Linked DNA regions of Mus musculus: all the other regions are linked to region 3. The links are chromatin contacts, called in public HiCAR-type and HiChIP or PLAC-seq maps. All regions are on one chromosome and are shown on one strand. Each heading gives the region's core, a stretch centred on a gene start, on an enhancer-like site or on the middle of the called end of the contact. The rest is flanking DNA. Distances are from core to core; before and after follow the strand shown. Region 1 holds the start of Ing3 (inhibitor of growth family, member 3). Region 2 holds the start of Fam3c (family with sequence similarity 3, member C). Region 3 holds the start of Ndufa5 (NADH:ubiquinone oxidoreductase subunit A5).

Region 1 (3,454 bases), core at 151-2,650, 2.6 Mb before region 3:
TCGATTTTAACTCCAGCAGTGAAATTTCTCTATATTTATAACCCTGGAAAAGTGAATTCAGAGTTAAAAACCCCAACACAGATGAAATTAGGCACTGTAAACAAACGTGGCTGCTTTTGAACAAAGAGCACAAACAGATAAATAGTTTTAGTACAAAATTTAAATTAAACAGGTGTAGACTAAATATATTTAACATTCAAGTAATAAGAAAATGGCTTTAAAAGAAGACAAAAGAGAATACAAGTATGTCATTGTAAATAAAATTGTAACATAAAAATATTGAGTAGTGAATAAAATGTGTCATACTGATTTATTTTCTTTTGTATGAGAAAGGGTCTTCCATAATCTGGGTTGGCTTCTAATTGCCTATGTTGCCAAAGCTCACACTCCTAATCCTCCTGTCTCAATTCTCCCACTTAGGGGATTACAGGTGTGTGGTGTTATAATCCACCAGATAGTCTAAGAAGGGATCATTTTCCCCAAAACACAGAAGCATTTAGTGTACGAATTTTTATGAAAGGCATTTTTAAGATAGAAACGGGGCGGTGATACACTTGTTATACCACCAGTGAACATTTGCTAGGGTTATTAAAAAAGCCTGCCCAGAACTATAAACATTAACCCAGCTACTTACCCAACATAAATTTAAATCATTGTTAGTATATGCCAGCAATGCATTAAATCACTATAATTTATGGTTGGTTGTTATTTATTCATCTATTTATTTACTTTATTGCGGATGCATTTGAACAGTTGTTTTACAATGAACACAAGATACACCGCAAAACATAACTGGCTACTGAATACTATTTTGGGTGTCTTTTAATTTGGGAAATGCACATTCGCTCCAGTCTCACTATAAATTATCTTAACGTTGCAGGGACACCAATCACTTGTCCCATTTATTTATCAGGAGTGAATAATGAAGATAAATTCCAGCAGCGAGTTCTGTTCTAAACAACCTGAATTTTCCGAACTTAGCCGATTATTCTAGCGTTTGGAATCTTTGCTATTTGCCTAGCACAGCCAGAAATCCATGACTCACAAACGGCGGGCTTAGAATCACCGCCCAGAACAGGTGAAAAGTTGTTCCTAGTTGTGTCAGGCAGGCGCATACAACTCCCGTCATCCCCCATGTAAGAAATCAACAAATAAACAGAGGCACCGCATTTCGGATTCTGGCGTGCCCGTTTCGCGCAGGCGTGTGGTTTCTGTAGTTGCCACTCCAAGAGACACCCTCACTAATGGCCACGCTCGGGGAAAAAGAAGACTACATTTCCCAGAATACCGCGGAGATCCGCACCGGCCGGTTGACGTCATCGCTGCAGACAGCCAATAGCAACGGCGGGCGGCAGTGAGGCAAGCGCCGTCAGGCGCCAAAGTGGAGCCTTTTTTTTTTTCCTTTGCTTTTTTTTTTTTTTTTTTCCTTTGCCGGAGTCGAGCGGGTGCTGCTAGCGGAGGCGCCATATTGGAAGGGACAAAACTCCGGCGACAGCGAGTGACACAAATAAACCCCTGGACCCGTTCGTCCCCGCAACAGTCAGGGCCGCGATGTTGTACCTAGAGGACTATTTGGAAAGTGAGTGCGCGGCGCCGGCGACGCGGCGGGCGGGATCGGCGGCGGGCGGGAGCGCGAGTGGCCGGGCGGGCGGGATGGCGGGAGGGAGGGGGAGCGGGGGATGTTTCTTTCTCACGGTAACTGGCAGCCTCGTTGTGAGCCGCCCCCCCTCCCGTACGCACGCACGCACGCACGCACACACGCGTGACGCCAGCGCGTCCCTTCGCCGTTGGCCCCGCCCTCTGACGGACTGTGCCTTTGACAGTGATTGAGCAGCTTCCGATGGACCTACGGGACCGCTTCACGGAGATGCGCGAGATGGATCTGCAGGTGCAGAGTAAGTGGCGCGTCTCCACGGCCCCGCGCAGCCCCGGCCTCCCTCGGGCATCGCCTGGCGGGTCCTCCGCGCTACTTTTTTCAGGCTGTGACAAGGAGGCGGCGGGCACACCGTACCGTTAACACGCGGGGCACAGCAAACACAGTTGTTTGTGTACTGCATGGAGATGACGACACTGCACCGCAGTGGAAACTCGCGTGATTTTCAGAAGGTTTGCACCCGAGCCTGGATGTGGAAACTTGGAGTTCTGCATTCAGACTTAAAAGTTCATTACATTCCGAATTTCTCCAGAGCAAAGACATAGAAGGGCAGGCTAGGGACCCTAGTGAACTCGGAAGGCCGAACTTTGACAAGTTGCATATTAATGGAAGACACTTAGAGCTGTGAACAGCGTGGACACTTTCTCAGCCAGAAATGAGTGAGAGAGATCAGATTTTAAGGAAATCACCCGCTTGCTCTTTAGAAAACTGTAGACGTTTGATAGGCTTCCCTACTGGTTTCTTGTTTTGTAAACACAACCACGTCATTCAGGCTGGTCTCACACTCAATATGTATAATAATCCTAGGCTTGCTCTAATCTCCTCATCTTCCTGCTTCTGTCTGCCTAGTGCTTGGCTTTTCAGGCATTGCTAGCATTGATTTTTTTTTCTGTCAGTGCTTGGCAGCTTTATATGTGACTTATTTCCAAAATGAACCTTGTTCTTTTGAAAAAGCCAGACTGGAAGAGGCTCAAAGGTAACTTGAGTTTGCTAAGGGCTTGTTCTCTTCATTCATGAGCCTCTGCCGCCCCTGCCCCTCATTTCTGTACCTTTTGTCCCTGACTGTACTTTTCTCATCTCAGTCTCTGGGTCATCTCTTGGGGTGCATTGCCCAATAGCCTCTCATAAATCTGTGACTGGAATAGGTGTGCTTTTTCTCTTTGACTTTAAGGTAGTTGCAGTAGTAAACACCTGCCGAAGCACATTCCAGAGGGATTGAGTAGAGTTTGGTGGCAGACAGATTTGGGTTCACTCTTGGACAGGACGACTAGGACAACTCCAGCCTTGCTGCCTGGGGGGCTTGTTTGCTTTTTTTTTTTTTTTTTAAAAACTGACAGTCTTCTGAGGATTTAAACTAATACAGATAATTAGGATGTATAATGCCCATTACAAATAGGTTTAGAATAAAGGATAATTTAAAACATTGTCAATCATTCAATTTTTTTAAAATTCTGGGATAGTTTGGATTTAATCTATTCATATGACAGTGCTTTCAAGTTTACTTACTTTGTAATCCTGGAGTTTTCGGAAACAAAGTGAGTAGGCATTAAAAGTATCAGCATGTCTAAGGTCAGCAAGTAGCTGAAAGTAAATTGTGTTTTAAAAATGAAGATTAACTAGAGCATCTCAGCATCTTTTGTAAAAAGCCATCCTGCTCTGAAGTTGCTTAAATGATAAATATAGTGGGCAATTTTTTCTCCATTTCCATCACAACAAAACCCCTTTTATTTATTTTTTTAGCAGCCATCCACTGAGGTCATTATTTTTGACCTGGGCTTTGGCGAAGCCTTACATAGAGTA
Region 2 (3,324 bases), core at 468-2,967, 2.2 Mb before region 3:
CAGGTAATGCAGGGTGCCATTAGTTTACACAGCTGATCCCACAGAACTGCCTTAACAAGCCTGGAGGAGCCGTGATGAAAATCACCAGAAACTCACTGCTGAGGATGCTCACGCAGCAATCAAACTATCACACAAGACGCTCAACAGTCTTACCGAGGGAGGGACCAAAAGGGAGAAATGTGCCATTGAGAGTCTGTGCCTGCCTCTCTGGTCTACATAATTCCATCATTCTGTAGCTTCGCGTCTCCACAACCATAGGGTCGCAGAATGTCACCGACTAGAGGAATTCTATCTCGCCCTTTTTATGTTACAATTTCTTCCTACAAAGAAGAAATATTTTTTTTCTATTTTTTTTTTTCCTGCTGTGTTCACAGCTGTAGTTTGCATGATGCTCTTATACCTGAGTAATGAGCAACGACAGATGAACGACTTGAATTTGATGCGTCGAGCCGTAACGTGCTGGAAGTCATCAGCTGGTTGTTTTAATGAGTACATGTCTTAAGATTCTATGAAACAAACCTAATCACTAGCATAAAACTAAAAACCTAGCAAACTGCCGGAGAGAAATCATCAGATGAGCAACCTCCAGAAAGAAACAGGATGTAAGACAGCAGGGATGTAAGACAGCAGGGCAAGGGAGAGTAACTTACTTTTCTTAGTGAGTGGCATCTGGGAAGTTATTAACTTTACTTCTTCAGTAATGGAGGTTTCTCTGTGCTCCCTAAGGCACTGTATGAGAAACAATGTTTCCAAAGACTTGGAAATTTTAAGTCTATCACTGGTCCTTCCAGGAAAGCTCAGGCCATGGGATCCGCCATTACCATCCAACTTTAAAACTTTCTCAGGAAATAGGTGTCCTAATCTGTAAAATCTGAGCAGTAATAATAGGACCCGTGTGAGGAGTTGTGAAAACTAAATATGCGCTAGGAAATACTGGGTAACTCTATCTAAGACGGTAAAGATGCAAATTAGGGACTTTGTATACATGTATTTCTTCCTATGAAGAAACGAAGCAAAAGTTCTATCAGATAGTAGTTCTATATTATAGGAATTAACTATGTAAATTGAAGCTGATGACTCCCCGCAAGTTACAGCTAGATGTGTCGATCTCAAATCGTCCATCTGGGACTCATTACTAAGTATAAGAGCGCTGACCATCATGCATACTACATCTGTGAACGCAGCAGAAAATAAAACTAAAAATAAAATGAACAGCACTCATCAAAGACATAGAACACCTATGTGTTCACTTGCAAAAGGAGAAAGCAGCTCCAGTTGGGCAGAAATGCAAACTTTACGAGTGGGTCTAGGCGGTCCAGCACAGAGTTCGAATCCAGCACGCCCGTCCATCCCATCCAGTTCTCTGGGAACGCTCAACCTGCAGGATACCGACCACGAGGGGCAAACACCCGCTTCCAGGTGCAGCCGGAGCCCGGTGGCACTCGCGACCCAACGCCCGGGGCAGACGCCGCTGAGCGGGCCGCGATGCTCCGGACGGCCGGGCCCCGCTGCAGCCAAGACCCGCATCGCGCTGCGAGGCAGGAGGCAACCGGCAGCCGGCGAGGTGCTCCGTCCGCTCCTGCCTCCACGCGCCCAGCCGCGCCCAGCCCAGCCGCCAGCCCGAGCCTCACCCGTCTGCGGTCGCGCCGCCGTCAGTCCTGTCGGAGGCCGACGGGAGGTGCCACCGCCGCCGCCTCCTCCCGAGCGCGCCGATCGCGCCTCGGCTTTCCCCGGCTCCTCCGGCTTCGCCGCGCGCCCGCCCGCGCCGAGGAGGAAGCCAGCTCGCCCCAGGCCTCCTCCCACGCTTCCCGACGCGGCCAATGAGCCCGGCAACCGCGGAGCCGCGCACGCCCCCTGGCGGTGGAGGACCGAGCCGACGCTGAGGTCCCTGGAGGAAGGACCACAGCCGCCAAGATCCCGGGTCGCGTCTGCGACTCAATGTGAACTTGCCACGTGGGAGCTGCCGCGTCCGCAGCCAGGACCTGAGAGGCACCCGGGGAGGAAGGAAAATGTGTCAGCGCCTCCGCCCTTCAGTCACACACACACACACACACACACACACACACACACACACACACACAATCCTGACCCTAACGTACTTCAGGAGGCAATTTGAAATGACCAGTCCTAGTCTAGAGCTGATTCAGACTAGGACCATGGGGAATCTTCACTTGACTCCTGCAAGCTAGGAAACTGATCATAAAAATCCTCTAGACAGGGGATTCAGAACGAATTCTGCAACCCCGAATAATCTATCCAAGGGGAAGAATATTGTTTGCATGCTGCATGTCAATTTCTTCTTTCAAATTATTAGCAGTATGAGGAATGTTTTTCTCATCTGTTAGGAAGTTTACCTTTTATCAAGATTTTATGAGTAACTGGGAAATTAACACAAATTTTACTATGCACAATCTAAGAATACAATATTTTTAGTTTCAAATCCATATCTGTATAATTTGCAACTGCTAACTTCTTTTTTTGGAAATCAGGATAATTTATGGTAGCAAAAATTAAACTTAATGAAGTAATAGGGTTTAATCATAACAATTATGTCATCAAATTTCAACATTCCCTCCAAAACATAAAACACACAACCTAAAAAGAACTATGGGGGCTGGAGAGATGGCTCAGCAGTTAAGAGCACTGACTGTTCTTCCGAAGGTCCTGAGTTCAAATCCCAGCAACCATACGTTGGCTCACAACCATCTGTAACGAGATCTGGAGCACTCTTCTGGAGTGTCTGAAGATAGCTAATGTGTACTTACATGTAATAAATAAATAAATCTTTTAAAGAAAGTTAATGTATAGCAAAATTATTAAATAAATAAATAAAATAAAAACTATGAATTCTGTTGCTTAGGCCCCAGGAAAGGGAAAGAGACAGTAAACATCTGAGCTAAATTTCAAACACTTGTCTAGTCCTTTGCCTTGTTACTTAGTTGCTATGAAGAAACATTATGACCAAGGCAACTCTTGTCAAAACAAAAAACAAACAAACAAACAAAAAAAGTTAATTCAGGGCTTTCTTACAGTTTCTGAGGATTAGTCCATGGTCATCAAGGTGGGAAGCCAACAGGCATGGCACCTAAGCAGTAGCTGAAAGCTTCAGATCATGATCCACAGACAACAGACAGAATAGACATTGTTGGGCTTTTGAAACCTCAAAGCCCGCCCCTAGTGACACGCCTCCTCCAAGGCCACACCTCCTAATCCTTCTTAAACAGTTTCACTAACTGGTAGCTAAGCATTCAAATATATAAACCCATAGGGGAGAGGGGTATTTGGATTTTACAGTATTAAAAAGCCATAACAGTTAATATACAT
Region 3 (3,182 bases), core at 101-2,600:
GGGGAAATGAAGGAACAACTGGAAAAGGCAAATAATTAGGGGGAAAGAAACAATAAACAATAAAACAAACAAACAAAAATCCCAAACTAAGAAACTTCGAAGCTCTGACATCCAGTAAACAAAGTACTTAATGCAGATTATCAAGAGTGTCAAAAATGCTTCACTTGGGTCAATGTGAGGGCACAGAGGGCAAAGGTGCCTGCCAACAGCCCCGTGACCTGAAAGATCCCCAGGATCTACAAGGTGCAAGGAGAGAGCCAACTTCAGAAAGTTGTTTTCTGACGGACAAACACTGGCATGCACACAAATAAATAAACGTAAGGATATTTTCAATGCCACTTTCGGTACAATTACGAGAAATGTGAACTGACTAGCAAATTTAGCATCACTGGTAACTCCTTAAAAAAAAAAAGTTTGGGCCTCGCTTAAGTGTACTCAAGGAGTAAGAGACAGTGAGCACTGACAACGCTTTCGAGTTATGTGTGTAGACGGGAAGGAAAGAAATGGTGCAATTGCTGAAAGGGGGGATAAATCACAGTGGTTTTGTTTAGGTTTGTTTGGTCTTGGTTGTTGTTTATGTTTCCCCAATGGATACCGAAGGAGGCAACCATGAGGACGACAGGGTCAGCCAGTGTGCGAAAGGCAAGGCAGAAATGTCGGTAGGGAAAGGATGGAAAATGAAAATGCGACTCTGAAGGGAGCTGAGAATACTCCACACCACTGACGCTAAGAGAATGCCGTGAAGAAACGCGTCTTAATTAAGAGGTCACGGCGAAGGCAAAAGGAGGCATTGCAAAAAGGATGCCACGGGGTCAGCGAAGCTCAGCGCTGCCCCGGAGGCCAGAGCTCACGGGGGTCTCGTTAATCTTGCAAGGGCAAGTTCGGTCGATCACAGTCTTGCTTGAGAAGGACGACACAAAAAGTCGCACTTACCTCGTGTGGAGTGTCGCACACCGCCAACCCCACCAGGCCAGTTGTCTGTGCAGAGACAAAACAGGACCGTGATGTTTACCGTAATCCCCTGGTTAGCCGACCCTCCCGACACAACTACGCACCCTGTCGCCCCCTGCCAGGACAGCGGAACACTCCCCCAACCCCTCCTCTTAGCGTCTCTGCCCACCGATGAGGGAGACGCGGCTGCCTACGGTCCCCATTCGCAGCATCACGGTGACCTCCACACGCTCACCTTTTTCAGCAAGCCCGCCATGACAGCGTCCAGCGCCTCCAGCGCACAGCCCTCTGGGAACCTTTCCCAAGCCCGCTCAATCGAGCGTCGATGCTGCCCCTGAGTCACCTAAGAACACTCTTGGCTCCAACCGCTCGGGCTGGGTAGGGGCAGCTCCCGCCCACCTAGGAGAGGTAGATTTGCGCCTGCGCAGCTCACACAAGCGGCTCCACGCAGGGCTTTGGTGTAGTAGAGACCGACTGACGTCTCTGAGTACTAAAGGTTAAGAAAAGCGCTACGCTACGGAAAAACTTGCAACGTAGTCACTGCAGGGACTTTGATTTTGCTCAGCCTTCGACTGCTATTTTACCCGGACTTCCTCAGGTTATGGAAATGAGGGTGGAAGCAGGCCTGAGCACCATGAAGAATGCTTTCCCTCCACGTGTGTGAATGCATACTCATAAGTGGAAATTATAAAGTGGAATTAACCATCTGATGCATCCGTTTTCTCTTGAGGAGACTGATGAATGAAAGGTTATGAAGTCGTAGTCTTTGTTCCAGTGGGTGTTTATGAGGTCATAGTCCCTGTTCTCTGTCCCTCCAGATCCCAAGAACATCTGTCATTGTTGAGTGTGTTCTAGAATGTGGAATCATGGCTTTATAAAAGATGCATGTGTTCTTTGTAACTTTGGATTCAAGCGTCTGCATGGCAGTATTTGCTAAAGACATCGAGAGTAGACAGACTTGACTGATCCAGGCTATGAGGTACTACAAAACGGATTGCTTCCATGCGGTACAAAAATAAGTAGATTTCTGAACCAACCTGTTGTAGAGGGCCACACTGAATGAAAGCTTGCTAGTGGTATTCTAAGCTAGAGACAGTAGAATTCGCTATAAAGGGACACATCCCGTGGCATCTGTGATATCAGAAGGGGATCTAGGAATGCATTAACAAACATTGCAAGAATAGAATGTTCTGGGTTCGCAGGTGGTAGAAGTGCACTGTATGGCCGACCCAGAGGAGTAAATGTCCCAGTTCTAGGAAAGGCGGATTTTAGGAAAGTTTGAAAATGCCAGAGAGGAGTTTGAGGCAGGAGAACTAGAGCCAAGCTCTCGACCTACTACATCTTACAGAATTTGCTCTTCAGGCCCTCTAACCTCCAACCTGAGCTGGAGCCTGTGGTTCTGCTTCTCAGTGGTTAGAGGCTTTATCGTGAGAGGTTCCATCTTAACAAAATTAGGTAGTTAATGAAATCCAGGGTTCTGATTCAACAGAGGAAAACAAAACAACAACAAAAACAAACAAACAAACAAAACTAGGAGAAACAACTGAAAGAGAGTGTCTTGGTGCCCAGGTAATGGTGAGGACATTTGCCCGAAGGGACATAACTTATCATTCCTGGCTTGTACCAGAAGTGATAACAATGCCAAACCAGACAGTTTACACCCCTCTCCAAAACCTAACTAGGCCTGTTTGAGTCATTAAGTTAACCACTTGGAGATTTTCTCTCATACCATTTGTTCAGAAAGAGGTTCAACAAAATTAATGAGTAAAATTGTCCAGTGTGACCATTTTCAAAAGGAATGAGCAGGGCACAGCCTGTCTCTGAGAGGGTGGTATTTATGTGGAAATGTGAGACCGAGTAAAGAACTGTTGTTACACAGAACCAGCTAAAGGATGCTGCATCCTGAAGGAACAGTCAGTGTAAGCATCCATGCTTCACTGAAGAATGATACTCCAGACTCTAATAGTATATAAGCACAAGGTGTTTTATTCTGCAGAAGTCCAGCATGTTGGAATCGCCCATTACCAAGATAGAGAGACAAGCAAGTGTACTCACAGGCCTGATTTAAAGCACATTAGGGCATTCTGGGGTAGATGACCCTTATCTTACTCCATCTCTAGGGACATTCCTTTACTATCTTGGGGGCTGGAAGCTGTTGCTGAGGAAGTAGCTGAGGAGGTCTGGGAACTGCTGCTGACCTCATTGTCCTTGCCTCAGGCCAGGTGGCAGGA

What was found. HiCAR-type assays count read pairs that join an accessible place to other places. HiChIP or PLAC-seq counts read pairs in DNA pulled down with a chosen protein or histone mark.
Region 1: an H3K27ac HiChIP or PLAC-seq map of thymic regulatory T cells shows a contact between it and region 3, with 15 times the contacts expected there. The contact joins the promoter of Ing3 here to the promoter of Ndufa5 in region 3. A contact is called at or near these places in 2 of 39 promoter capture datasets (liver and pre-B cells), 7 of 484 Hi-C or Micro-C datasets (CD4 T cells, CD8 T cells, double positive thymocytes and 3 more), 2 of 115 datasets of contacts at active chromatin or transcription factors (astrocytes and thymic regulatory T cells) and 2 of 9 other capture datasets (adipose tissue and liver).
Region 2: a contact with region 3 is called in a HiCAR-type map of astrocytes, with 6 times the contacts expected there. The contact joins the promoter of Fam3c here to the promoter of Ndufa5 in region 3. A contact is called at or near these places in 1 of 484 Hi-C or Micro-C datasets (CD4 T cells), 1 of 115 datasets of contacts at active chromatin or transcription factors (astrocytes) and 1 of 9 other capture datasets (adipose tissue).

The regions. Positions count from the first base shown.
Region 1 is chr6:21,948,215-21,951,668 of GRCm38.p6, forward strand. It overlaps Ing3 (inhibitor of growth family, member 3), which reads left to right and starts at 1,401. Exons shown (of 12, transcript NM_023626.4): 1 at 1,401-1,579; 2 at 1,824-1,895. The coding sequence starts at 1,552.
Region 2 is chr6:22,354,364-22,357,687 of GRCm38.p6, forward strand. Fam3c (family with sequence similarity 3, member C) reads right to left here and starts at 1,718. Exons shown (of 10, transcript NM_138587.4): 1 at 1,632-1,718.
Region 3 is chr6:24,526,340-24,529,521 of GRCm38.p6, forward strand. It overlaps Ndufa5 (NADH:ubiquinone oxidoreductase subunit A5), which reads right to left and starts at 1,351. Exons shown (of 5, transcript NM_026614.3): 1 at 1,187-1,351; 2 at 934-978. The coding sequence starts at 1,207. It overlaps Asb15 (ankyrin repeat and SOCS box-containing 15), which reads left to right and starts at 1,805. Exons shown (of 10, transcript NM_080847.3): 1 at 1,805-1,930.